Regions from separate parts of the Mus musculus genome. Here region 2 is linked to region 1. Evidence: chromatin contacts called from public HiChIP or PLAC-seq data. All regions are on one chromosome and are shown on one strand. The core of a region is the stretch at or near the end of the contact, and the rest is flanking DNA. Distances in the headings are between cores, read along the strand shown. Region 1 holds the start of Tcl1 (T cell lymphoma breakpoint 1). Region 2 has its middle 36 kb from the start of Tcl1.

Region 1 (2,932 bases), core at 266-2,765:
AATGAATTCAAAATAAGTAATTATCCCAGCACTTGGGAGGCAGAGGCAGGTGGATTTCTGAGTTCGAGGCCAACCTGGTCTACAGAGTGAGTTCCAGGACAGCCAGGGCTATACAGAGAAACCTTGTCTCCAAATAATAATAATAATAATTATTATTATTATTATTATTATTATCATCTTATTGCTAAGGCTGTGCTCACCCAGAACCTCCACACCAAGCTTATTCCAAAAGTCTTCATTTCTCTGCAGCTCTCTGGGTCTGGCGACAAAGAGCCTATCTACAGGGAAATCAGCCTGAAAGCCTCCAGTCTGAATACTGAAGGCCAAGGTCCCTCAGAGCTGTGCTTGCTGGGTTTCAGTCTTTTCTTTGGTGTTTTTTGGTTTGGTTTGGTTTGGTTTTTCAAGACAGGGTTTCTCTGTGTAGGCCTGGCTGTCCTGGAACTCACTTTGTAGACCAGGCTGGCCTTGAACTCAGAAATCTGCCTGCCTCTGCCTCCCAAGTGCTGTGATTAAAGGCATGTGCCACCACGCCTGGCTTTCTTTGTTTTCTTCTCCCCCCCCCCCCCCCCCAATTAATCTGAACACACCTGGCTGGCCTCAGCCCATCTTGGCACATCTGGCAGATTTGACCAGATGTCCACACCTGATCATTCACTGACCTCCCAAAGACCACCAACGGCTTCCTCCACTGGTCCTCAGTGAGAGGGTGAGAGGGAACGGGCGGGTGAGGCCCAGAACCGCGAGCTGCAGGGCTGTTTGAAGCAACCCGCCTGGAGCTGGGTTTTACATGTTTTCCATTAATTTCTTAATTGCCTTAATGGACACGAGTTACTGTAAAATAAAGAGAGGTTGTTTTTCCTTATTTGTTTACAATGAGACAGTTTTGATTGAGCAACTCAGAGACTTTCCAAACCCATTGATCTTGGGCTGGGAGGGTTTCTTTTTAGGCATGGGTCTGGAATGATGCGTTCACTAAGTCCGAGCACAAAGACAGCAAACCCATGTTTTCAAAAGTAGGTTTCGCAAGGCCACAGCCGCCTCGTCAGAGCCATGGAAAAAGTCATGTGCCAAAGAGGGAGGGGACTGAACTTTGCAAAGGAAACTGGGACACCCAAAAAGGACAGACTGAAGGTGACAGAGAGAACCCGGGAGGAAGATATGTAGATGGACCTCGCAGTGAATGGCCTGCCATCGGGGTGTGGCTTGAGCAGTCACACAAAGTAGCTGACTAGGGGTCTCACCATAAGGGAAGCATAGGGCAGTGTTTCCTGACAGGACCTTTCCTGTGGCCGGGTGTACCTGGAGAAAAACAAGATCTTCTGGGGGCCTTGAAGAACCCTAGGTTTGATGGGGTCAGGTCTGCAAGCCTAGACCTTGCCCCTGTTCCAGAAGTCCACGTTGTTGTCCTGCATACCATCCTTGTGGTTCGCCCCACCCACACTACTCTGCCCCGCCCCGTTCCGCCCTGCCTCGCTCCAGGGGGCACAGGCCCACACCTGGTAGTGATAAATAGACGCGTTTCTCATGCTCACCGTGTAGGAAGCAGTTTTATCACGGACTGGCATTGCAATTTTCTGCTTCTTGCTCTTATCGGATGCCATGGCTACCCAGCGGGCACACAGGGCAGAGACACCTGCACACCCCAACCGCCTGTGGATCTGGGAGAAGCACGTGTACTTGGATGAGTTTCGTCGAAGCTGGCTGCCCGTAGTCATCAAGGTACCAACCGCCATGGGGCTAGCAGGTGGGGCAGCAGGGATATGCCCTGTCTGGGTCTGGGGGATGCTGGTAGCAGGAGACCAGGATACAGAGGGTCCCTTGTGCCTGAAACAGGAGGGCTAGGGAGACCTCAGATGAACGTCGTTTGACTCGGGCCTGTGGGCCTGGAGGAGGGTGGGAGCGCCCCGAGCTCAGTGGACAAGCCCCTCTCCCACGTTGCCTGGTGTGTGTGTGTGTGTGTGAGTGTGTGTGACTATCATTCGGGGTGAAACAAGGCTTTCCTAAACCACAAAATTGGAATATCTTTAAGGTAGCTAGTAGTATCCACTGTCAGTAATACGATTTAACCTCGTTTTGCGTGCGGAAGCCTCGGTATGGGCCTTAATGTTGGTGTTCAAAAGAAATCTCTTCTAGAGGCACCTTCCGGAAAAGTGTTCCACTTGTAAAGCCAAAGAACGCTTTAAAAGCAAACTGCTGAGATTGTGTGTGAAGCGCTAGGACCTGGGAACTGTCTCCACTCCAACCAAGGTGGGGCTTGTGAGCCTCACAGACGCAGATGCAGACATGGGGTGCCGCTAGCAGAGGGTGGAGCTTGCGAGCCTCGCGGACTCGGGGCACCGCTAGCAAACGATGGAGCCACAATTCTGGGCTCTTGAATTTACACTCTTGTTGTCATTTTACAATGCTAAATTTACATATATCTAGTTGGTTTTTCTTTTCTTTTTTTTTTTTTAACGTTAAGTCAGATGTGTGAAGACAACATGGGTGGATATTTCTTTTAAATATCAGGTTAACGGCAAGCTTTTTCACCCAAACCATGAACCAGAGAATAGCCCAGAGCTGTGATAGGCGCTGTCTGATCAGGAGCCTGGTAGCAAACGGCAGGGCAGGGTTTGTTTCCCATGACTGAGGAAGCCAGGGTTTTAAACATGTGAGCGTTCACTTGTATTAATAAGGAAAAGAGAGTAATTGATAACAGCGGTTCGATTATTGACTCATGGGCTGTGAATGGTGGCGCTTACACACCTGGCACCACCATCTGACTTAACAGATTCACCTGATCTCCTCAGGGACTGTTCTCGCCTTGGGGGTGGGGGGGGAACCACACTCGTGTGAGCTCGTGTGAGTGCTTAGTGTAAGGCCCACACACTGGTCTGCTCTGAGGGCTTGCAGGGTACAGTATGGTAGGAGTCCTATTCTTGGGAAGGTGATA
Region 2 (2,932 bases), core at 229-2,728, 36 kb before region 1:
AAAACCAACTCCAAGTGGGTCAAAGACCTCACTGTGAACCCTGGATTGTAGAAGAAACTAGTAAAAGAAAACACAGGATATGAATAAGGGAAGGGGTTTCTGAGGAGGCTTCCATTTGCCTGGAACTAAGGCCATCATGTGACAAATGGGACCTTATAAAATGTAAACGCTTCTGTCTGCAGAGGAAGCCATCAACCAAGGAAACCCAAAGGCCAGAAGAGGATCTTTGCCAACTACACATCTCATAGAGGATTAATATTCAGAACATGTAAAGGGCTAGAAACACAATCAAGGGCTGGAGAGATGGCTCAGAGGTTCAGAGCAATTCCCAGCAACTGCACGGTGTCTCACAACCATCTCTAATGGGATCTGATGCCCTCTTCTTGAATGTAGGTGTACATGGGATTGAGCACTCATATACATAAAATAAATAAGTAAATCTTTTTAAAAGATTTAAGAAAAAAAAAAACAATAAAGAAAACAGATGAGAAAGCTTAAAAAAAAAAAAAGAGTATAGTCCCGAACATAGAGTTCTCAAAAGAAGAAGCAAAAATGGCTAAGAAATATCTCAAAAATTGCTCAAGGTCCTTAGCAATCAGGAAAAGGCACATTGAAACTACTTGGAGATCTCCCTCACCCCTGTCAGAATGACTGACATCAAGGATGTGAGGAAAGAGGAATACGTACCCCTTCTGATGGCCTCCCAAACTTCTATTGCCAACGTGGAAATCGCTGTGGAGTATCCCCAAAAAGCTCAAGGTGCATCTGCCACATGACCCAACAATCCCGCTCCTTGGCACGCGCCAAAAGGACCCAAAAGGACTCTATTGCCTCTCTATTCATATAAACTAGGAAATTGAAACAACAGAAATGTGGAGGAGGAAGGGGCGGGGAGGGGGGGGAAGGGGAGGGAAGGAGGGGAGGGGAGGGGAGGGGAGGGGAGGGGAGGGGAGGGGAGAGAGGGGAGGGGAGAGAGGGGAGAGAGGGGAGAGAGGGGAGGGGAGGGGAGAGAGAAGAGGGGAGGGGAGAGGGGGAGGGAAGGAGTGGCTCGGCCAGAGGTTCAACTGCTCTACATTTACATCTGAATCATGCAGGTGTCCCTCTAAACATACGGTTGATATAAACTTAGCAACAAAATGCCTGGTCACTGTCATTCCTTGCTGTTGCTGCTATAGGTGCTCTGGGGGGCTCTGCCCTTCCCCCACTAGACTCCGAAGAGCTTCATTCCATTCCCTGGAGCTACAGCAATGTTTAGTTTCAATAGCTACCCAGAGGATAGTAGATGAGACGGGCAGACTCCATTTCTCTCCTCCCCAACCCCAGTACCAGCTCTGCTGAGAGGTCTCCAGACAAACTCTTCTTTGGTGACCAGGATTTCCACCTAACGGGGCAGCCACCACTTCTGGAACACTTGTTTTGCCACTCATCTGTCAACATGTCAGTGGGGAGCTGTGATTTCCTTACTCACCGTTTAGCCCACCTTTGGAACCGTGCTTAGGACAGTAGAGCTCACACATCTATTTCGTAGGACAAACACGTGATAACATAAACAGATGGCTCCGTGCAATACCAGTCGTGACCAACAGAGGGCGCTCTATCCAGAGATCGATAAATAAGTGGTGTGTGGCTTTTGTATGCCCTACTTAACTCTCTGCTTTGAAGCTTCCCAGTAGCTCCTAGCACGACTGTAGCAGTATGACAGGCCCCCATTTGGACTGGGAAAAAATGGCTTCTTCATTTTGAAGACTGAAGTGCAGGTCTACCAAGGTAGTAAAAGGTATAAATAACTCCACAGCAGACTCATCAGAATCTTTATCGGGCACTAAGCGAGAGAGTCACCCACTGAACCTGTCCCATGCAAGTCGCGATGTGTGTTGTTGTGTCTGTGTGTGTCTCTGAGTAAGTGTGTATGTGTTTGTTAAGCCAGAGTTCAAAAATTGGGCGTTTTCCTCAATTATTGTCCATTTTATTCTTTGAGACGGTTTCTGTTTTGCTAGACTGGCTGGTCAGTGAGCCCTGAGATAGATCATCTCCGACCCCCAGCACCAGAGTTACAGAGACATTCTTTCCTACCTGGCTGAGGTTTGTGGATGTTGGGAATCCAAACAGGGATTTCATGTTTGCACAACAGACAATTTACTCCCACTGCTATCTCCCCAACCCACTGTTGAATCTTTAAAGAGCACTTTGCCAACCTCACAAAACACAGGTAGAGTTGAGAGCAGGGCTGCATTCGATCTTTCTGAGCTTCAGTTTTCTTAATTACTTTGTAGCTTTGATTTTCGGTTTCCTCTGACTTGAAACATTGTATTAGATTCAGGAAGTACATAAAACTTACAAGACCCAGGAAGCTCCTGAAACTTTCAAGATCCACAAAGGCCCTCCCCAAGGTGGTATAAACAGTAGCAATTGTTGTGAGAGAAGTCTCTCCCACTTAGCTCCTTCAAGTCCTACAGTAAGCTCTAGAGATAGGGCTTTTCTGAGTCACTGCCTATGCTGGAAGGGGCTTTTGTCATGATTCAGCCGCCTCTGAGCTATCCATGCTCCTATAAGTAGCCTCTATGAACTTATTATTTGCTAAGATAGACACAGGTGGAACAGTTTCTTCAGTCTGTCATTAGTGTCCTGTCTGGGGTAAAGAGAGGTTTGCTCATATCTTTCTCCCATGGAGAAGTCCCACAATACCTGGTATACCTGAAGGAGGGGAAAGTGGCTTTTAGGGTCCCTTTGGATGCAAAATCCTATTTTCAGCAACTAGAGAAAGACTTTGTCCTTCAGAGTGGCTGAAGGTTATTAGAATCACACCACCAGCACAGAGGGGGGAAAAATAAAGGTCCCCAGAAGGCTGGGGATCTAAAAATAACAGTGTAGAGCTGCCAACCCGTCACTCTCCTCTTTGGGATGTCTGTCAGGGTGTCTTTGTCAATCTACA

What was found. HiChIP or PLAC-seq counts read pairs in DNA pulled down with a chosen protein or histone mark.
Region 2: a contact with region 1 is called in an H3K27ac HiChIP or PLAC-seq map of embryonic stem cells, with 11 read pairs. The contact joins the enhancer-like site here to the promoter of Tcl1 in region 1. A contact is called at or near these places in 1 of 39 promoter capture datasets (pre-B cells), 1 of 15 datasets of contacts at CTCF or cohesin (embryonic stem cells), 4 of 484 Hi-C or Micro-C datasets (embryonic stem cells and stem cell-derived cardiac mesoderm), 9 of 115 datasets of contacts at active chromatin or transcription factors (double positive thymocytes and embryonic stem cells) and 4 of 9 other capture datasets (adipose tissue, embryonic stem cells, liver and 1 more).

The regions. Positions count from the first base shown.
Region 1 is chr12:105,221,320-105,224,251 of GRCm38.p6, reverse strand. Tcl1 (T cell lymphoma breakpoint 1) reads left to right here and starts at 1,515. Exons shown (of 4, transcript NM_009337.3): 1 at 1,515-1,719. The coding sequence starts at 1,600.
Region 2 is chr12:105,257,642-105,260,573 of GRCm38.p6, reverse strand. No RefSeq gene overlaps it. Among named protein-coding and RNA genes, the nearest start is that of Tcl1, 36 kb to the right of the region's middle. Within about 2 kb of position 1,478, at least 11 of the 459 cell types and tissues checked have an H3K27ac peak or open chromatin away from gene starts, as enhancers often do. A contact at or near this core is called in embryonic stem cells, where this site is marked.